6 separate regions of the Mus musculus genome follow, and regions 1, 2, 3, 5 and 6 are each linked to region 4. Evidence: chromatin contacts called from public HiChIP or PLAC-seq data. All regions are on one chromosome and are shown on one strand. Each heading gives the region's core, a stretch centred on a gene start, on an enhancer-like site or on the middle of the called end of the contact. The rest is flanking DNA. Distances are from core to core; before and after follow the strand shown.

Region 1 (3,176 bases), core at 538-3,037, 510 kb after region 4:
CATTTCCATCCAGTTATTTAGTCATACATTATGAAGACTCTATTCTCACCAGTGCTTCCTGTAAGGGATGACAGAGGGAAGCAGTGCAGAGGACTTAGGGGTGACTGTCCTCACGAAGGACACCAGGCACAGGAAGGAAGAATGATAGAACCTCAGGAACTGGGCTACCTGTCCTCAGAAAGAAGCCTCAGGCTCTCAACGGGTTTCCTCAGATCTGACCTCAAGAGTTGAGGTCAAGGAAAGCGGTGGCTGAGGACCAGCTGAGGTGCTTCCTTTAATAGAAGTCTCTCTGTGTCCCTTATCTTTAGCTGACTGTCACCTGGGTCCAGAGAGTCACAGATGTCCTGAGCAATCTCCCAGTATCTATAGTCAACATTCTTTCCACACAGCTAATATAGAGACCAAAGAGAACATGTAATGGCCGCTCTTCACCTTTCATAGGCTTCCGGTTGGCTTTGGTTGCCTGTAGGAGCATTCCAAAATCTCAGCTTGGCATCTGAGGCTTTGTAGGAACTGCTCCCAAGCCATTCCTTAACCTCCTACCCCCTCATCATGCTTACGCAGTACTTGAGGTCTGCCATTCATCCAGTTGGCAAGCTTCTCCTCAGCCACTCAAGACCAACTCCACAAGTAACGTTACTGCATGTGACCCGGTAAGCAGAGCCCTTCTTTCTCAGAGAGACACAGAACCTTGCCTTCCTCCTCTAGCCGTGATATCGCTGACTCTCTGCTTACAGACGCCCCACCCCACTGGACGGTAGTTCCTAGAGAGCAGGGTTGGACTTCATTCTCCTCCCATCAGGGACTGAGAAAAATCCCTGGCATAAACAGACATAAAAGGCAGATTGGCTGCCACAGGGTCCAGTATCTGTAGTTCCCACTTTATTCAATGATTAAATGAGTTTAATAATGATGTCATCCCGTGGATGATTCCAGAGTATGCCGACTCCTCTGCCTCATACCACATGCTCTATTCAGAAGAGTCTGTGGGTGACTCGACCATAGCTCCAAAGAACAAAGTGCAGCATATATGCAGGTCACTTCTTAAGCCGAGCCTTCAACCCACTGCCTCAGAGCCCCTGATATTAGCAGTGCCTCAGACCTCTGCACAAGGCACCAGGAGCCCTTATGTGTTCCATTGTTGTTTTCTTGGGCTCAGAAGAAGGACAGCCACGCTGGAAGATTGTTTCCTGTGATGCCAAGATGTTTTAGAACAATGTTGAGATGCCGGTCTCACCTACTACCACTGAGATAAGCCCAGAAGTTAAATTATGAAGCAAATGTGCAGCTTTGAAGAAATCCTTATTTAATCTGTATTCCCCTGTTTCATCTGCACACCCATCCTGCACAATCTGCATCGTTATTAGCCACATCAACTCGCCTAAAAAAAAAAAAGGAAAAAGTAAGACATCTGTGTTATAGCATTAATATATTCAAAGGTTTTTACTTTCATCTAGCAGGCATTAGCAGTGTGTAAATGTGGTGTAAGCCCAACTTCCAAAAGAAGTAAGTTAGGGGTAGAAAATATACTGGGGAACATAAAGAAGAGCGTGCCAAAGAAACAGAAAGAAAGGGAGAAGCAAGGACAGAGGGAAGGTTTGGTCAGGCGGAAGGGGCAGCCCGGTCGGGACTTATGCAAAACGCAGAGACTCTCATAAGTAGAGTGTTTTGCTTATGGCTCCTCTGTAGCTCGCTTCTAATTGCCAGCACCGTTTCTAAGGCACCGAGGCAGCCGCTAGCAGTGTGCGGAAGGTGTGTTTGTGCTGCTTTGCCCTCTGGCTTGGCTGCCAGCCTATTCCCTCAGATCAGAGCCAGAAGGCAGACTCTTTTCGAATACCGATCACCTCACCCAGACCTGATGCTTTGAGTTCCTTTTGGCATCCATTCCTTCTGCCAGTTTCCTCCTCTGTTCCTCTCTTTTCTTCTGAAGTTGACAACAAAGACATCCTCAGGGCCCTCCTTGATGTAAGACCACTCTTGATGTTATTACAGTGTGGTTTTTTTTTGTACCCTAAAGTTGTGCTACTTTTATATTCAGCTAGCACAATATTTGCACACCAGAAGATAAAGAAAATGTGAATGTGTTAGACAGAGCCGCGGCTTCCTTTTAATTTGTGCCCGTCCATGTTTTGTGATGTGACCCTTCCCTTCCTGTCACTCATCTCCATACCTGATCAAGAACAGGGAGGTGTCCCTTTATACACAATGTTCCTTCTATACCTTAAATTAGCCTGACCTGCCACTTCTAATTTTAAGAAATGTGGTTGTATGGGGTAGAGATGAATACCGAATTTCTATGAGGCACAAAACTTTTGAACGGTTCCTGTCCTCTGTGATAGTGAGTGTTAAAAGGGAAATCTCCAAAGAGCTAATTAGTAGACAAGTGGAGCTCAGCTGAACAAAGCTGAAAAGAGACTGGGTAAGGAAAAGGACCTGGCCATGGCTGACAAAATCAAAGCCCTGACAGAGAGCTGCCAGGAACCTTGGTCTGCTGACTGACAGGGACAATATAGAAGGGAGGAAGGAAGAAGGAGAAAAAGGGAAAGAAAGAAAGAAAGAAAGAAAGAAAGAAAGAAAGAAAGAAAGAAAGAGCCCTGTGAACCTGGCAGAGAGGGTCAACTACACTGTAGCTTCTCCAAAGAACACAGAGCTCCACCCCAAGGAAGTGGCAATCTTCCAGCAGACAAAACCCAAAGGCTTCGTTTGCCTACCCCAACTCCAAAGACACGAGCCAGCTTCAAGCAATATTCATAGAGGAGATGAGAAGAGGCCCAGGAGCTTTAAAAGTAACTCAGAAAGTTCTAGGCTGTATGGAGAATGTCTTTCTGGGATAGTGGGAAGAGGACTCATTCCCAGAAAGAGCCTGGCTGCTTCTGGGGCCCCAGGTGGATGGGCGGTGAGAGATGGCTGTGGATGGGCGATGGGCGGTGGAAGATGGTTGTGGATGGGCGATGGGCGGTGGAAGATGGCTGTTTGCTTGCCTACTAGGATGGACAGCAGGAGCCCAGCAGTCAGCAAAGGGTAGTCGGGAAGAAAAGGAGTGGCCTGGAAAGAAACTTGGGCATGCATATTAAAGAGGAAGCTGAGACAAAGGCAGAGTGACAGCCAGGGGCAAGCACGTGAGAAGAACCTGCTCTGTCCCTGAGAGGTAGCTGGCCAGCTAAGAGGGAGTCCAC
Region 2 (3,360 bases), core at 776-3,275, 410 kb after region 4:
GGACTTCTGTTCCCCAGTGCTCCAACCTCACATTCCATTCTGGTCATGATTTCCCTTGTTAATCCTGGCTCCAGATGAAACCTAGTTTAGAAGCCAAAGATTCATTAGGCACTTCTCCAGAGAGGCTCTGATTTTTGATAGCATGTATAATTGTCAATATATGTGCATGAGTTATCTGAATTGACTGTTTGCCAAGACGTGAGGGCAACATGTTTATTAATGGCATTTGAAACCTTATAAACTAATGACAATCTAGCAGAGCTTTACTTTAAATCACTGTGTAAAAAATTTTGCATTTTCTGCATGAGAAATTTTCTTCTTAAGGAGCATTTTGAAGAGATAATCCCAAGTATGACAAAGATACAAATAAGTGCCTGGTGACATTGATTTCCCCACAAGAAAAATCAACTACTCTGTGCATTTGTAAGTAACTGTGTTTTCCTAGGTTTAGTTTCTCAAGGCTCATGGTACAATCCCCAGACATCTCTCAGGATGTTCAAGCCCTGCTAGACCGTACCCAGTTGCACCTAATATCATATTCTAAAGCCTAACCCATTAGAAGCTGAAATAATTACCTGGTGCTCAGCTATGGTCTTGCCTACATGCCCCTTTGTGTATATATGCTTCATTCCTCATGGGTAAGGATACTAGAGGTGCTTGCATACACCAGCAAATTACATATGACCTTGCTCATGACCACTAAACAGAGTCAGAAGCAGGGCGTTAACAGAAAAGATATCATCTAGAGATAGTCATGGAGATAATCTCAAAAGAAGATTAAGAAAAAAAAAAGCTGAGGAGTCAAGGGAAAGGGATTTAGTCTTAGAGAAGGCTACCTTCAGGAGTCAGCTTCACAGCTAGAGGCAGGTAAAGGCTGCTGGGTATGCACGTTGGGAAAACATGCTCCCAGTGGCTCCTAAATGTAGTTAAACTCGCTGGTTTTTGTTCTTTCCAGGAAAGAAAGAAAAGGATAGGAACTAGGTAAGAAAGGAGGAGATGGTTTAATAGTGGGCATATAGAGCAGGATAAGAAGCTTTTGTTTAGTTTGAATGTTTTGAAGAGAATGGAGTCAGAAGACGAAAGACAGTCAAGAGGTCACTGCCCCTACACTCGCAAGAGTATTGCTTTTGTGACAGACTGTGATGAGCATTGGATAAGGCCTGTGTCCCCCTGCGAGTGCCCCTTGGAATGTGTATACCAAAGAGAAGACAGATGAGTGTAGAATTTCATGATTAAATATCGTTGGAAACCAGTGAACAACCTGTTCCCTCTTCAGAGCGCCCACGATGCACATCAAATCCTCACAGACTTTGGAAAGTAGCAGCGTGGTGGGGGGAGCTCTGAGGAGCACTTGGGAGCTTCCGAACAATCCTACTGACATCAATGGCCATCTTTCAAAAGCAACGGTCTTCTGAGCACCACGCCTGAGAAGCAATGGTTTTGAAAACTTTCCTCCTTTTTAATATCCTTGATGACTCTGGGATTTGAAAGCTGAGAAGCATTCTACCCAAGATTGACCGTCCCCAGTGTGGCAGGAAGTCACCATGGGAAACGTTTCAGAATGAAAGGGCCAGGAGTCAGTATTCTGTAATCCTGCTGGACCACAGAGGATGTCACATTCATTAATATTCAGTTATAGGAAGACTTTTCCATTAATATAGAAATTGTTATGAGAAGTAATTAGTGAGACTTTTTAACTGATACTTTATGGAAAACATCTAATATTTCATTTAAAAACAGACTAAACATAGTCTGTGTCCTCAGCTTTCTCTCTCTCTCTCTCTCTCTCTCTCTCTCTCTCTCTCTCTCTCTCTCTCTCTGGGTGAGGGAGAGAAGTGTGATTAACATTTGTTTAGGCTTTTACCCATACCATGGTTACAGGGTAAGGGTCAAATGTGTTCTCTCCAGCACTTATGGTTTTTTTTTTTAAAGACATTTAAGGAAAAGGCAGAGGCTGGGAGATCAGTGAGGGTGGAGGAGACCAAACTCTGTGAAATGCTTAACCTTTTAACATAGTTCAACAAAGTTTAGATTTCTGGCAAAACGCCTAGACTTTGTAAAGCTGCTCTCGGGCTGACCGGACCCTGGCACTTAAACTATTCTATCGTAAAAGCCCTTAGCAATGCGAAGGAAGGAAAGAAAGGAAAACAAGCACAGCTTAATGGCTTCAGTTGGGCTCACAGCACAGGGTGAGGCGTTCGAAAGGAGTGTTAACCAGAACCTAGGAACTTGAAGATTTATCAGCTACCTCTGCTAAGAGAACAAACCACAACCACAGGGAAAACAGGCTTGCCATGAAAGGAGAGGGAGATCTGAAGTATACATGACAAACCCAATCTGTCATGAATTAGAAAGAATTTGACTTTACAGAAGCATGGTGACTGACTGCCCTCATGGTGAACAGCCGGAGACACTGATCTAGGTGCACATGTCCTGGGCACGTAGTCTGAGAAGTTAGGTCTCCCAGAAATGCCTATTAAGGTTCAGTGGCTGCAAGCATGAGGGACAGTATCTTCGAGCCAGAGGAAATAGGGAATTTGTAAGCAGCTCAGGCTAGTCTCATCCTTCAGGACTGCCTGCTGGTGTTTCGTGTGACAGTTGTGTGTTCCTTTGAATTCCACAAGTTTCTCTGAAGTTTGTCATATGTTGGAATCAGTTGTAAATAAGAAAATGCAAGATGGTCATTTTGAAAATAATTACAGATAAATGGGAAACACAGTGTCCATGTGTGGTCCTCAGAAGGGATCTACATCTGGAGGAATGGACATCAATGAAAGAAGGATTGTTTAGAGGCTCCTGAGTTCCTCTCAGAGCGTCTTCCATTGCCCTAGTGCTTTTCAACGTCTGTGATGGTTTGATGTGCATTTTGGGAGCTCTGAAGCAGGAACTGTATTTGATCATGAAATTCTACACTCATCTGTCCTCTCTTTTGCTAGATTCTATCCTAGGGGACAGTTACTGGGGAACACCGGAATCATGCAATGCTTATCATAGTTTGTCTATGACATGGACACATGTCCTAATGTACATCCAAAAACAATAGGGAAAAAAATTAGACAGATAAAAAATGGAGACATTAAGAAATAGAAGTCAGCAGTTAAATGTGCTAGAAAAGTTAAGAATCTATTCACCTACAAAAAATTCAAGCACTTTGGCTCTGAACAATAAAAAGACTGAAGACAGGCAGTGTCTCTGTGTGTGCAAGCACATATGTGCATGCATACCTGTGTTAAAACATGCATATGCGCATGTGTCTGTGTGTGCATATGTCGGCATGTACATGTATGTATCTGTATGTGCTTGCGGGTATGATCATGTGTCTGTGTGTACTTGGGTGTCTGTGTGCATGAGTGTGTATAC
Region 3 (3,234 bases), core at 572-3,071, 390 kb after region 4:
GCTTGTGAAATAAGGACTGACTTTAGAAAGCACGTGAACAGCATTGCTGTGAAGGTAAAAGTCAAAGGGTTTAATCCTATCACCCAGAGTAAGAAAACTAGAAAGGCCCTCTCTGCCGGTACTGGTTTGCATATTTGCATATTCTCTCTCTCTCTCTCTCTCTCTCTCTCTCTCTCTCTGTCTGTCTGTCTTTCTCTCTGTCTTTCTCTCTCTGTGCCTCTTTGTCTGTCTGTCTCTCTTTCTCTGCCTCTCTGTCTGTGTGTGTGTGTCTGTCTGTCTTTGTGCGTGACTGTGTGATTGTGTGACTGTGTGTCTGTGTATCAGTGTGACTCTGTGAATAGGTTCATGTGTGCATGCACACATGTGTGTGCAAGTGCTGAGGCCTGAGATTAGTCTAGTTCCTTCCTCCATGTCTTCCCTTATCTTTTTGAGACAGGCTCTCCCTTATCATTTTGAGACAGGCTCTCCCATCTATTTGCCTATGCTTAATTATTTCTTGGGCCCAGGGCCTCCTGCCTCAGCTTCCCCACAGCGGGGGGGGGGGGGGGGGGGGGCTCTAGGCTCTTGCGGCCAATCCCAGGCTTTTTTGTGAGTGGCAGGGATCTGAACTCAGATTTTCATGCTTATATGACACGCCTTTGCCCACTGAGCCCACTGAGCCTACTCCTCAACTGGGACTTGCACATTTCTATGGGTGATCTGATGTGGAAAACTTTAGTTGTATAGGCAAGTTAGGCTCTGCACAATCAGAGACTACAAAAGAAAATGTAAAACCCTGGGCTGTATGGGCCAAATGGTACATGGAAGAGTCTCTTCAGTGTGGATACAACTAGCCTTATTAATAAGCCCTGTGGTGTGGGTGATACATAAGATGAGGACCGTGTGGGAAGCAGAGGCTTGCAAGAACCTAACCCTGTACTTCTCCTGGGAAGGAGAGTAGAACAGTCACTAACTCGGCATGAGGTGAATACAGAATACAATTACAGATCCCAGAAGCATCTACTGCATGCTCACCTGAAATAACAGGATACATTAAGTACCATCTGACATCTCTGGAAATGAGCAGTCCACTCAGCTGTTCCTTTTTAATCTCCTCATGATGATGCCTTTGATTTCAAGGGAATTCCATATGAAGAATTACTTCTACAGAGCTGTCAGCCTGCCAATCAAAAGATCTTGACCTTGTGTGCAATTAAATGGCCATTGTCTTCAGCCCAGGACTGCAAACTGGAGTACAGCTTCATGAGCGTCGTTTCTCAGTTTGGCTTTTTGAGGAGCCAGAACCTTGATTTTAAGGGTCAGGAAGGTTCTCCCAGGTGGAGGCATCTATGTGTCACCAGACTTGGAGGAACGTTTTATAACATTTTATGAACTGACAAAAGCCCATGGGCTCTTCTAGGCTGGGTGAGTGTTACATAAGTCCTATATCCACACAAACAAAAAGATAAATGAAGTATTGGTCAAGTGGTCAAACCTGTAGATTGATAATTTAACATATATTTATGCATGCATAATCACACAGAGAAATAGAAGAGTGGTAGAGAATGTGTGAGTGAGATTTGGAGTGTTGCTGTGACATCCCACATCTTGTTGCATAGCAATGCCTTGACATGTAAATAAGAAAACAGGTTGTATCCCAATCTGCTCTGAATTCCTCCTGCGTGCATTCTGTCAGAGTTCCTGACAGAATGTGAGCTCCAGATGAGCAGACCTTCTGTCTACTTCATTTACAGATGTGTCCCGAGTACCTAGAACAGTGCTCAGCACTGTTCTATGGATGACAGTCTGCACTCTCAGAGGAGATCCCTGGTGCTCACTTGGTTTGTGCCGGACTGCTGCTGTCCTGTGCTGTATGTGTTGGACTGTTGTTCTTACGTGTCAGAGTCTGTTGGAGTGGGTTGTGTTCTTAAGATCCGTCTTTATCACTGTTTGTCTAGGGTTTACAGGTCTCTGACATCTGCTCTGAACAAAACCTCTGCCTGCCTTACTCAGCCACACAGGAATGCCATTGTTACATTTTCTTCTGCTCCAGTCCGTTCCTGGTGCTAGGAATGCCTTTCTGTAATAGATTCCCTGGCATCATATGGTAACGAAAGGGTGCTTTAAAGAATGCTAATTTAAACCGCTCTTTAACTTGCATGTTTTCAGTGTGGGCAGTGAGGGAGGAGGTTTGAAGCAAGACAGCTGTGAGGTTTGCCTAGCAGCTGAATGCTGCATGGATTAGCTGGCTCCTTCTTTTCTGGTAGTGGGTAACCCCTTAAAGGAACATGCCCTGGCTGGGGAAAGGCACACCTGTGTGTAGCCAAAGGGAAGAGTTTTAAAGATGGGGCACAGTTTTCTGCACCACCAGCTTTGCACTCAAAAAGTGATACTGCTAAGAAGTTTAGAAAAATGGGGGTGAGATGGGGGTGGGTGGGAGGGGGCATTGCATCCATTCAGCTTTTCTGTGGACCAAGCCACGAATCTGGGTATTTCTCCATGAGCAATTACCATCTGAGGTTTAGAAACCACAAAGCTGCTGGGTAGAAAAAGAAGCTCAAACGCAGATAAGTGACCCATGATGGCTTGTGGGAACCTGACATCTCTCTTTAAGAATGGTTCCTGAGATGCCTGGCCTTCCCGTGTTCTGTGACTTTGTGCTTAGAGGTGTAAAAGGGTTCATTTCAGCGAGCCTGTGCTCTGTTGGCAGTTCAGCTGGCCTCGATGCTCGCCAAAGTCCGGATCCATTTGAATTTTCCTTTCTGTTCTCTTTTGGGTTACCGTTCTGTTGGAAGTATCGCATGACTCTAAATGACACTGTATTTCCAGAAACTAGACTTGAAGTAGCTGACAATTTTTTTAAGATTTATTTATTTATTTTATGTAAATGAGTATACTGTAGCCTACATGTGGTTACTGGGAATTGAACTCAGGGCCTCTGCTTGCTCCAGTCCCACTCTGTCCAGCCCAAAGATTTATTTATTATTATTATATGTAAGTACACTGTAGCTGTCTTCAGACACACCAGAAGAGGGTGTCAGATCTCATTACAGATGGTTGTGAGCCACCATGTGGTTGCTGGGATTTGAACTCAGGACCTCTGGAAGAGCAGTCAGTGCTCTTAACGGCTGAGCCATCTCTCCAGCCCAGCTGATCAATTTTTTTTAAACTGCACGTATTGGATGTGTTGTTATTGCTACTGAGAAGAACAGTGACTATTATTGATGAATCTGTGGCATATTAAGGGACACAGTT
Region 4 (3,508 bases), core at 286-2,785:
TCCAAAATAACTGTTTCTTAATAAAAGTACTTTTTGGTTATTAATTCTAAGTTTTCACTTTATAGATATACTATAGACATAGGTTAGCTATCCAGCTTGTAATACTTTACTAATGTCACAACATGACATCAACAAAGAGGGCCAGAGAGATGTCTCAGCTGGTAGGTGCCTGTCTCCAACCCTGATAGATTCAGCTCAGTCCTCAGCACTCATTATGATGAGAGAGCAGAGCCAACTGCTCCAAGTTGTCCACCTTCAGACCTCCACAACTGGACCATCCCACGAACACACCAACAAATACACCTTTTTTTTTTTTTAAATATAAAGGAACACACAGGGGATGTTTGTAAAATTTTTGCTTTGGTTAAGGAGTAACTTCAGGTCTGGGGATGAAGCTCAGATGGTAGAGTGCTTGCCTCAAATAAACAAAGCCCTGGGTTCAATCCCTGCATTGAGTAAACAGAATGATGGATACACCGGTAATCCAAGCACTGGGAAGTTTGGATGCAGGAGGATCATCCTAGTCTACAAAGCAAAATCCAGAACAGCCTGGTTTACAGGAGATTTTAAGGAAAGAAACAAAGAAAACTTGTAACTTCAAACGTAAAGTTAATTAGCAAAGTCAATTTAACAAGAATCCTTTGGTTCCAGAAAACCGGCTAAAAGCCTATAAAATCCAGAACATAGTTTTTAAGATGGTTTATTTGGTCTGGTCAAGCCCTAGTACCTGCATAGCAGATCTGATTTCAAGAATAAAGTTCTTTCTGGGACTGATGAATATTGGGAAAGCGCCCATTGTAAGTAGGTGCTTTAACTATTTGTTTCTCGACCCGGACCTACCTCCAGTTGTAGCGGCTAAATAAAACCAGTCAGGTTGGTTTAATGTCCACAGACGAAATGTTTTTCAGACCTCAAGCATTAGAAGGCAGACAAAGGAACTCTGTCAACCAGCGGAAGAAAGGGTAGAGGTGCAGGACCCTCTTACCTTCATTTTTTGAAACTTCCAAATGCATATCGGAACCGCGACCAGGATGGTTGTTGCGTAAAAAAGTACCAACAGGGGTCGGATCCATCTCCTCCAGTTACTCCGATTACATGCGCAAGGCATGTTCTGTAACAGATTCTCTTTGAGTAGCTGAATAATCGAACCAAACCAAGAATTTGGCAAGTTCGCTTTTTCGGTTGTCTTCTCCGCTGGCGCCCTATAGGAAAAGATTTACTAGCCGCTGGCGCCGCGTTCTCGGGTCGCTCTGTGTTTGCGGCTGCTGCAGCGGTGGCCGCTCGGGATGCTCGCAGGTGCAGGCTGCATCCTCGCCGGCCAACCCGCATGGACTCAGTGCCGCCGCGGCGTCGCCTCCGCCTCACCTGGAGGTCACCCAGAGTCTCCGCTGCATCGTGACCCCGAGGACTATCAGGGTAAACTAGGGATTCTAGGCACTCGGGGTCTGACCTGCATCTGGTACCCTACCAGCCCTCTCCCTAGTCCAGCTCTGGCAGGCTAGTCTCCGCCCCCGGAAGACCCGGCCCAGAACTTCCTCACTCACGGCTTTGGAACCTCTACAGTACTCATCTTCAGAACTCATCTTCCGCCGACTATTCCACTTCCGTTTCCGATCAGATGCTTGCAGCAAATGATTTGCTCTGAGTTTCAAGCTGAGCTAAACCTTGTCCCGCAACGCAAAGCATTGTGATTGGTCAGTTACGGAGGAGGGCGTGGCTGTAACCTAGGTTACCGAGAGGGCGTGGCAAGGGCAGGAAGGAGAGTAGCGGCGGATTTCTGGCATCTCTAATTTACCTAGTCTAAGTGGTTCCCTAAAAGGGCTCCGAAAGTTGTAGGAACTGGGGACGTTTCAGAAACACCCGCTACATTCCTGAGACTTTACTCCATCTAAAGAAAAGTCATAGTGAGGGGCAGTCACTGTGGAGTGGAACTTGAAATAGCTTTATTTTTCTCAGAAGGCTTCCCAGTTGTCTTTAGGGGTGGAATGGGAAGCCCGCTGGAATAAGACAGAATAGGTTAGATTTCAGTCAGTTGCTAGAGTTTAGGGTCCTAAGGAGGAATTTGTCTGCATAATTTCTAGACCCGGCAGAAGAATCATTCTAAGAATAGCTTTTTTGAAAGTAACCGCCAATATGAAATGTTCACGTTTCAAACTTGAGTTAAAAAAAAAACAAAATCTTATTTAAGATTTAAAAGGTTGGTATTCTGACATCTGTTCTATACACCTAAAGCTTTTAGCTGTATAGCTTTACAGATCAATGACACATGGGATCTTAAATTCTTTCTAAATCAAGGGAACAAGCAAACATCTGAGTCCCGACTAGACACTGAACACTGCATATATTGTCATTTTCTGAAATCAAACACTAACTTCTCTACCCATTTTGTATGAGTTGATCTGCATAAAAGTACCGAGTAGCGATGGGTAGTTTTCTGTTTCACAGATGAGAAAAGTGTCAAGTGATTAATAGTACCTATTAAGTAATAGAGCTGTTTTCTCTGACTTTGGACTCTGCTTGATGTTTAAATATTTGCCATCACCTGCAACCAGGGGACTTCTGCCTATTAGCCATCTGGACAAAATGTCATGGACCAGAGTCTCAAAGTATACAGATGAAATCACATTCCTCAGTTACCAGAGCCTGGAGTCTGACTTCTGCAGTCTTTCTCCTGTGATCTCCATTTTGCACATTTCCTTAAAGGGGCTGTAGGACTTTAGTTTGGTCTACACTATAAGTTAAAATAGTTGGTTTTAAGGAAATTCCTAACCATTAATGAAATCTTGGTATACTGTTGAAGTTCAGAAAATTAGGGAAAACTCTTGCTTTACAGCTTATCACCACTACTTATTTCTTGGCAAATGGCAGTCTTTTTGGATAGGCTGTCTAACAGGACTTGTTTCTGTGTGTCCAGCCACACTCTTACTGCTTCTGATAGCCATCTTCTCCATTCCTTCTCATAGGAAGCCAATTTTTTACACAATTTCTGAAATCTATTTCTGCACTCTAGTGCTGAGCCCGGTATGGCTATGGTGGGGACAGAGTGACATGGTTCCTGCCCTTGGGACAAGTCCTCCAGTGTGAGCCTCCATGAGTGTGATGGCTGCTGTGGGTATGTATTTCACATTCCTCCTAGGGATGTCCTCCCAGTTAACCTAAGGACTCAGTGAGAATTAGAAACAGCTCGAATCCAGGAGCCAAGGCTGTGGCTATGTCTCAGCAAAATGGTAGACACTGGGACCTTCAGGACAGCCCTTAAGGCTGTGGGAAAGAACTCTAAATACATGAGTTCAAAATACATATAATTTCTCAACTATGCAAAATATAAGGATGCAATATGAATTATGAGGGGCTTCATGAATCTAAAGGAATAAAAGCAGCTCACTATGAGCCAGCTTATCAGAAAGATACAAAGGCAGGAAGATTCCTGAGATCAAGGTTAGGCCCAGGTGTGGTAGAAATGGTAATTTTCAGGGCAGGGTCCCACCCAAGTAACTTACTGTCTGTG
Region 5 (3,682 bases), core at 309-2,808, 490 kb after region 4:
CCCAGAGGACTTCCATATACAAGATGGCATTTGGAAGAACACAGAAGGTGGCAGATCAGAATTCATACCCAGCAGTGGTTTCCACAGCAAAACCAGATTTTCTAACAGGAAAAACAAAAACAAAACAAACAAACAACTACTCTTTTTTTCCCTGAATAACCATAAAGAAAGTTCTTGTGTTCTTATTATGTAAAGATTACATAACACATATCCACCTAATTGAAGTTTATTTTCATTTTGTTTATGAGCATCTGCTTGGGGAAGACCCTGTGGTGGACTAGGGAATTCAGGCAAGCAGCAGAATGTCTCTGCCCTTGATCTACCGGCTGTGGTGGTGAGCAGTGCACAGGTAGACCAGGGTGCAGTTAGCATGTGAAAAACTTTCCGGAGCCTTAACGGAGGTGCTCAGAGAAGAGTGAAAGAGCTGAGCTGTAAAGCATGCAGCGTGATAAAAATGAGATCGTGCGTGAATAGGACAGCCCCGCTACACACGCTTTACATGGGCAGACTCTCATCTCGTTTTAAAGCAACCCTGCAAAGTTGTTTTATTCCTTTCCTCATTTTCAAGTGAGAAAACTCGGAATTCAACAGAGTTGGCAAAGCTGTGAGACCTAGAGTCAGTGTCCAATCCAGAACAAAGCATTCTCGAGTTGCACAGCCAGGATCGCTGCCCGGCGGGGTTCCTTTGCGTTGCTCCTGAGCCAAATAATAACGGAAGGCATGGGAAAATTGAATGTTTGCTTCTCAAAAACTTGTCATAGTAACTATTACACTACGTGCAGTAGATAATAGGAGTATGGAGATATCACCTTGGTTTGATAATTTTAAGCAGGGAAGTCTGAAGGAAAATAAGGAGCGAGGAAGATCGCTATGGCAGCAGAAAGGCTCTCGGAAACCTGGCGCATCCTCTGTCCTGTGTAGAGCTGTAGTTTTGAACATCTTTGGGTACCCAATTAAGGAAGCAGTGTATTACCAAAAGGGATGCTGAAGTACTATGTTCATCCAAGCTCAACTTATGGGTTTCATATAACCAGCATCATATTCTATATAGGAGCCTGGAGGATTTTTTTTTGTTTGTATGTTTGTTTGTGTTTTGATTTCTTAAGCTTTAGCCAGATGAGCCCCTGAAGGGGTGTGGCTTTCAATGAGAATCTCAGAGTAAGTCACACTTTTCCTGTTGAGTAAATTCTCAGTAAAGCTGCCAAATGAAATTCTAGCCCTAGAGAAAACCATTAAGCTTAAGACACTTCCCGAGGAGAGAAAAAATATTCTTGAGGCAAAGGAATGCTTTATTAGAAATCTCCCATAGTGTTTTACAAAAGATCCTGACATTAACACGTTACCTGGAGGGCTCTGAGCCAGGGCCCATACTCGTTAGTTTTCTATTGATGTTGTTTCTGACTAGGATTCCCTTCTACATTTCCTTGCTTGTTTGCCTTAGAAGCCCTGCATTGATATGCGTGTTTACATCAGACAAATGGGGAAGCTACTCTCCAGCCCAGGGGAAGAAAGAAAGATACAGGGGACAAAGCAGAGTGTTGCTAGGGGAGGGTGCCAGCAGCTGCGGTTCCTTCCCATTGCTTATGCAGTAATGTGTACTAATGAGCTCCTCAAAGTCCCTCCTCCTGAGTGGGCGTTTCCATCTCCTAAGAATCAGATATCTCTATTTTCTTTGGTACTTTTGTAAGGGCCCATGATTCACTGAAGAATGGTACTCTGAGCTCAAATAGTATGAAACACAGTGTTTTACTCTGCACAAGTCCAGCATGCTGTGCTCTCCCACTACCAAGATAGAGAGACACCCAAGTGAGCTTGCAGGCCTGACTTAAAGCACATTAGGGATGTTCCGGGAGGGTGACCTCTATGTTAATCTGTCGGGTCCGCCTCTACTGACATTCCATTACCGGGGTGTGGGGGCTGGGAACCTGCTGAGGAGGTGTGGAAACTGTTGCTGAGGAAGTAACTGAGGAAGTCTGGAAACTGCTGCTGACCCATTGTCCTTGCCTCAGGCCAGGTGGCAGGCAGCTTCTGAGGCCTGGATTTGCCTGGACTTGCCAAGTTCTTGTAGACAGAGATTTAGGCCTAGTCTCCTTAACTGCCGATTTGAAGCCTGTCATGGAATCAGCCCAGCCTTCTCTCTTTAATAATCATATTTGTTAGTTTCAAATTACAGTAAATTGGATGGTGGGTACCTTCTAAACCATTAACCTTCCAAATTCTAAATTCTAAGGCCTAGATATGCTGTTAGCTGACTGTGTTGGGAAGAGTTAGAATGAGAACATTTTCGGATGAGCTCACTGGCTTAAAGTATCCACTTTTCTCAATCACCTTGTACTTCAAGCAGAATCCATGATTTATAATTTTTAAAATTAGGTCAAGAGGGAAAATGAATTTCAGTAACATAGAAGCCAGGGTGAAGTGGAGTGCCTAAGGCAGACATCTGCCTGTGTTAGGCACATGTCTGCGTGGCTTGTTTTAGTGTTTTAAATATGGACTATGTTGAAGTTGTAGCAACTTCATCTTTGGAACACTGCCCCACACACTCCCTCTACTGACACACCGTGTACAAACACTGCTTCTGGGCGTGTGAGATGGAATTTCCCCAGAGGCCCACAAAGCATTTAATGAAGTGTGAAGCACAAACATTTCATTACAACATATTGTGTACTTTTGCCTTTAATAACTACATTCTTCATCCAAGAAGTCTCAATAGCTTTCAAAAATGAATTACAGTGGTATTATTTCCCCCAGAATATAGTTTTTCCGTGACGGCAACGGCACTTTCCTAAACTATTGTATTTATTAGCAACCTGTTGCCCTTCGACACCGGGGCCATTTTCATCGACCCTGATCGAGTGCGTATCACTTAAACTTCCTTTAGAAATTATTAAAATAATTTTGTGTTATTGGATTCTCTTGCCTTAACAGTAGGCAATCAGCTCTGAGAATGATGTACTCGAAGGGAAAATGTGAGCGGGGCCTTTAGTTTAGTGAACAGTTAGACTCGCCAATGTAAGGCCCAGCATTTAATGGGGGGATTTTGTGAAGCGAGCAAGTGTTCCCCTGGATTGGGTACTGCAGAGGCACCTGAGCCCCGCATTGTTTTGTTTGATCATTCCACATTTTGATGGAGTCCAGGTAAACCATCTCCTCCTGCCTTCACTCTCTGAGGCCTTATGAGCTGTTTTGACCACATAAGGAGACTTATTAAGAAAGAAGCCACAAGCTAGTGGCTCCAAGCTTCTGCTAGTTATCAGAAGTTACTAATGTGCAACTACACCATTCTAAATCCACATTCAAATCATTTTTAAATGCTGGCAATAGATGTGCACTTGTGTCTCACGGCCCCAGACATCATCACGTTCATGAATCCGATCCAAATGTAAGTAGTAACAGAAACAGACCGTATGAGAACCTGTGTGAGGATGAGGCAGATCTTGGGTGGGATTTATTCATGGCATGAGCCGTGGAATGTCACTTCAGCCTTTGTGTATGTCTGAGTAAAATCACTATTGTGTCTCTTGGTGCCTGGGCTTCTAACAACCATCTATTTGATCCGAATCATGGGAACATCAACAGGAGACGTATGAGCTATAGGATCGTAAGCCTTTGGGCCAGGGGCATGTTTGCACTACTCCCTCTCAGAATTGTTGTCACAGTGGTGAATTGCCAAGGATCATGC
Region 6 (3,374 bases), core at 387-2,886, 450 kb after region 4:
GCTGCGGCGTTGTGGGAGTCTTGGAACTGTATGGTGTAGTCTTTCGATTTTCTGTCCATAATTGAAGTCCTTACTGAAATTTGCTTATATTATTTCCTGAGATTTCTCCTTCAACTTGAACTGTCTGATTCAAGCTTATTTCAGAATGGGCACTAGATGGCAGTATTGTTCTTTTATGTGACAGCTTTTATAGTACAATTAGGATGGATTTCTTTTTTGAAAATCAATTTTTAAAAACAAGAATTAGTCATTTAAAGACATCACTCTAAAGTAGAAATGAGATAGAGCATATTTGTTTATTGCTCTGCAATTTGTTAGTTATGTGATGCCTTAAACAGCGCTGCACTTCCCTCGTCCTTCGAGCTGACATCTGTATCTTTCTTGGCGCTGCCCAGCTCCTCTGGGCTGTGTGACTACAGAAAACTTCCCAGATGTTGGGGGATCTTTGCTCTCAGTTCACTTTACCAACTCCTCTGTAACATCTGGAGCAGTGATTTCCAAAGTGAAAGGGCCCTGTTAAAGAAATAAAATGTTTCAAGGGCTTTTCAGAAATTTAGTCTCAGTTAGCTGTGGACCAGAAATGTGGATTTTAATAGCATCTCCATGCACTTCTGAACTTCAACAAGGTTGGAAGTGGCTCAAGTGCCTTTAATTTCCCCAGCAATGGAATCACCAAAGCTACAGGGACTTAAACTCAATTTAAAATCTCCATATACTGTGTGTGTGTATCTCTCTCTCTCTCTCTCTCTCTCTCTCTGTGTGTGTGTGTGTGTGTGTGTGTGTGTGTGTAGACATGGAAGAGGGAGAAAATGAATCATGCCTAGAAGTAGCCAAATAGCTCGAGTCACTGTAAAAATTAAATTGAGATATTCTTTCTTCCATATGTCCAAACAAGTACCTTCAGGGTGGAATTGAGGTAGTGAGAGAGCTTGTACCCCAAGACACTGCCTGCCTTATATCTCCTGTGGCACAAGACAATGAGGACTGGTAGATTTAGGTGTCACTTAAAAAGTTATGGTTATGTTTTGGAATTTCTGAAAGACAACTTTTCCTTGCCTCTCCCTGCCCCTCCCCCATCTCTTGTGTTCGATATGATTTGCCTTGAAATTCAGTTGCCTCCACGCGTTTCTTTATCCAATAATGCCTAACTTTTCTTAGAATAGATCACGAAGCTATTGTGAAACGAGTATTTCCAAATAACACCATTCTTTCCAAGGTTTTCTGTACAGGGCCTCACCACAGCAAATCGAAGAAGGGCGTTTTCTTGAATGGGTCACAGAGATGCTACATTAACGCTGAGGAAACATGTCCTTCAACAGGAAAAAGAACACCAGAATACGTTCTTAGGGCCTAGTTTATAAAAACCACTTCTTATCTTTAAGACTGTGGCGAAAATAGAGAAGAAAACCCTGCATGCTTTCAAGGGTGTTGCTGTTGGCTTTGGAGTCAGACCCACAGTGGGGAGGGTGAGTCGCGGCGGCTGCTTGCTTTTCTTTTTGTAATTGAAGCCCATGTTTCCCACTCCTTTGTATTCCAGCCATGCTCCTTGGCTACTGGGCAAGAACCAGCGGAATCTTTTGAGAAGGTTTAGTTTGGAGGGAGCCCATTCCACTCCGCAGAGGAGCGCTCCCTCCCAGCCTGGCCAGCAGAGGGACCTGCGGCTCCGTTTAGAGGTCTGGGGTCAGGCGTGCCGAATCGACGTCTCCAAATAAGCGTTTGTTTTCTCAGCATTTTATTCTTTGTTTCTCAGCTTTTAAAAATGCAAGAGAATTATCTGCAGGCACATATTCAGATTTAGATCAAAAAGTGGACCAATGAGGCAGCACTCTCTGGTGAGAGCTAAACCTTGCCTCTTCCCTCCTGAAAAGGTGTCAGCGATTTTGATTAGCCCGGATCACTGACACGGCCAATCAGCCCCGTTTTAATTTTTAAAAGACACCCGAGATGTGTTTTGCAGCACCTTTCGCCTGTGCAAACTGAAAAATTAAAATAAGATAAAATTTAAAACTACTTTAAAAGGAGAGGGGATGTTCAGGAAGGGTGCCGGGAGGTCCTCCGAATTTAGAAGACTCTTGAGTTTTAAATACCACAAACCCTGTCCTGGTTTTCGAATGTTTACCTTTCTGCAAAGCTGGCCCACAGAGTACCTTCTCGCTTCAAAAGAAAATCCTGGCACCTGGAAGATCGGCCTGACAGTGAGCATTAAAATGGCTTGTTTAATGAGCAGTGTGACTGAACCACGCAAGGAACGCTGGGGACTCTCTCCCCCGTGTTTACAGTTTGTTATGCCGTGTGCTTCCAGTGTCCCTTATTTTGACAAGCTATCCAAAAGTTTGGAATGAGGATGGGCATTTTTTTATTTTTATTTTTATTTTTCAAAACCTGATTGCTAAAAAAGCAAAGGTGCGTCTGCTTACCGGCTCGCGTGGAGCAGGAGCTGCGCCATTAAGGGAGAAAACTTGGCAGGAGAAGAGCACAGGAGACTGGAGAAGCCTGTGTATTACTGATGAGCATGGCCATGGTAAATAAATGCATATGCTCTGAGAGCGTCGGGCCAGCCGCCATGTTGTAAGGACATTTCCTACCTTGTAGGTAATCTCCGTTCTTGGGTCTGGAGGCTCTGGTCTTCCGCGTTTAAGTGCTTGTCACTTTTTCTGTTCCTTCCTCCTGCTCTCGGTGGCCAACACGCACCTTTGTTTCTGCACAGAATTGTCGGAATCTGGAAGATTGTTTTCTCTAGACGTCTTACTTAAGTTTCCCTTCATAAATATAATTACTGTTCTTTCTATAAAAATGGGGGGGGGGAGGCACACTTTATTTTTTGCTAGGACCAAAATGTAGATTCTTTTCTGTATATGTTTGTCATATTTTTTTTTTAATTAAAGTATGGACTTGCTTCTCACTAAGTTCAATTTTCTGTTCCCAATGATTTTTAAGTATGCCATTATCCCATAATTATGGAGTGATTAGCTGAAAATAAGATGATTTGAAATCATTAGTATTTCATTAAAGGAAACTCCAGATATAATTTTTTTTTTATTTTTTATTTTTCGAGACAGGGTTTCTCTGTATAGCCCTGGCTGTCCTGGAACTCACTTTGTAGACCAGGCTGTCCTCACACTCAGAAATCCGCCTGCCTCTGCCTCCCAAGTGCTGGGATTAAAGGCGTGTGCCACCACACCCGGCTCTCCAGATATAATTTTAAAATTCATTCATGAAATATAGTATAAACCCAAGCTGAAGAATTCTAACTTTTGTGGCTATCTAGTAGACAGTGAAATTGCCTCTCCTACAAATAGGTTTTTATCATCTCCTGCTTGATAGAATCAGATGCATTGGTTTACAGAGTTTGGGCCATACTGCAAATGCCTGAC

Evidence for each region. HiChIP or PLAC-seq counts read pairs in DNA pulled down with a chosen protein or histone mark.
Region 1: an H3K4me3 HiChIP or PLAC-seq map of stem cell-derived neural progenitor cells shows a contact between it and region 4, with 12 read pairs. The contact joins the enhancer-like site here to the promoter of Tmem184c in region 4. A contact is called at or near these places in 6 of 39 promoter capture datasets (cranial neural crest, embryonic stem cells, frontonasal cranial neural crest and 3 more), 31 of 484 Hi-C or Micro-C datasets (the HL-1 cell line, cerebral cortex, cranial neural crest and 13 more), 5 of 115 datasets of contacts at active chromatin or transcription factors (embryonic stem cells and stem cell-derived neural progenitor cells) and 1 of 9 other capture datasets (embryonic stem cells).
Region 2: an H3K4me3 HiChIP or PLAC-seq map of stem cell-derived neural progenitor cells shows a contact between it and region 4, with 15 read pairs. The contact joins the enhancer-like site here to the promoter of Tmem184c in region 4. A contact is called at or near these places in 13 of 39 promoter capture datasets (3T3-L1-derived adipocytes, the C10 cell line, the SN4741 cell line and 6 more), 2 of 484 Hi-C or Micro-C datasets (embryonic stem cells and pancreatic beta cells), 13 of 115 datasets of contacts at active chromatin or transcription factors (bone marrow-derived macrophages, cardiomyocytes, craniofacial prominence and 6 more) and 3 of 9 other capture datasets (adipose tissue, embryonic stem cells and pancreatic islet).
Region 3: an H3K4me3 HiChIP or PLAC-seq map of embryonic basal ganglia shows a contact between it and region 4, with 5 times the contacts expected there. The contact joins the enhancer-like site here to the promoter of Tmem184c in region 4. A contact is called at or near these places in 22 of 39 promoter capture datasets (the 3T3-L1 cell line, the C10 cell line, the HPC-7 cell line and 11 more), 1 of 15 datasets of contacts at CTCF or cohesin (the NIH/3T3 cell line), 101 of 484 Hi-C or Micro-C datasets (the 3T3-L1 cell line, 3T3-L1-derived adipocytes, the 63-12 cell line and 65 more), 26 of 115 datasets of contacts at active chromatin or transcription factors (the 230-238 cell line, a beta-TC-6 cell line, bone marrow-derived dendritic cells and 16 more) and 2 of 9 other capture datasets (adipose tissue and pancreatic islet).
Region 5: a contact with region 4 is called in an H3K4me3 HiChIP or PLAC-seq map of embryonic stem cells, with 4 times the contacts expected there. The contact joins the enhancer-like site here to the promoter of Tmem184c in region 4. A contact is called at or near these places in 6 of 39 promoter capture datasets (the 3T3-L1 cell line, embryonic stem cells, neural stem cells and 2 more), 3 of 115 datasets of contacts at active chromatin or transcription factors (embryonic stem cells and stem cell-derived neural progenitor cells) and 1 of 9 other capture datasets (embryonic stem cells).
Region 6: an H3K4me3 HiChIP or PLAC-seq map of craniofacial prominence shows a contact between it and region 4, with 7 times the contacts expected there. The contact joins the enhancer-like site here to the promoter of Tmem184c in region 4. A contact is called at or near these places in 6 of 39 promoter capture datasets (cranial neural crest, embryonic stem cells, hippocampal neurons and 2 more) and 10 of 115 datasets of contacts at active chromatin or transcription factors (craniofacial prominence, embryonic basal ganglia, embryonic hindbrain and 5 more).

What each region holds. Positions count from the first base shown.
Region 1 is chr8:78,118,109-78,121,284 of GRCm38.p6, forward strand. No RefSeq gene overlaps it. Among named protein-coding and RNA genes, the nearest start is that of Gm6360, 47 kb to the left of the region's middle. Within about 2 kb of position 1,788, at least 20 of the 459 cell types and tissues checked have an H3K27ac peak or open chromatin away from gene starts, as enhancers often do. A contact at or near this core is called in neural progenitor cells, neural stem cells and stem cell-derived neural progenitor cells, where this site is marked.
Region 2 is chr8:78,021,641-78,025,000 of GRCm38.p6, forward strand. No RefSeq gene overlaps it. Among named protein-coding and RNA genes, the nearest start is that of Gm29895, 22 kb to the right of the region's middle. Within about 2 kb of position 2,026, at least 33 of the 459 cell types and tissues checked have an H3K27ac peak or open chromatin away from gene starts, as enhancers often do. A contact at or near this core is called in stem cell-derived neural progenitor cells, where this site is marked.
Region 3 is chr8:78,000,105-78,003,338 of GRCm38.p6, forward strand. No RefSeq gene overlaps it. Among named protein-coding and RNA genes, the nearest start is that of Gm29895, 43 kb to the right of the region's middle. Within about 2 kb of position 1,822, at least 39 of the 459 cell types and tissues checked have an H3K27ac peak or open chromatin away from gene starts, as enhancers often do. A contact at or near this core is called in brain, cortical neurons, craniofacial prominence and 8 more, where this site is marked.
Region 4 is chr8:77,609,118-77,612,625 of GRCm38.p6, forward strand. Tmem184c (transmembrane protein 184C) reads right to left here and starts at 1,536. Exons shown (of 10, transcript NM_145599.4): 1 at 986-1,536. The coding sequence starts at 1,108. It overlaps Gm39200 (a long non-coding RNA gene), which reads left to right and starts at 2,964. Exons shown (of 3, transcript XR_878939.2): 1 at 2,964-3,112.
Region 5 is chr8:78,096,728-78,100,409 of GRCm38.p6, forward strand. No RefSeq gene overlaps it. Among named protein-coding and RNA genes, the nearest start is that of Gm6360, 26 kb to the left of the region's middle. Within about 2 kb of position 1,559, at least 34 of the 459 cell types and tissues checked have an H3K27ac peak or open chromatin away from gene starts, as enhancers often do. A contact at or near this core is called in embryonic stem cells, neural stem cells, stem cell-derived epiblast-like cells and 1 more, where this site is marked.
Region 6 is chr8:78,062,120-78,065,493 of GRCm38.p6, forward strand. No RefSeq gene overlaps it. Among named protein-coding and RNA genes, the nearest start is that of Gm6360, 8.6 kb to the right of the region's middle. Within about 2 kb of position 1,637, at least 12 of the 459 cell types and tissues checked have an H3K27ac peak or open chromatin away from gene starts, as enhancers often do.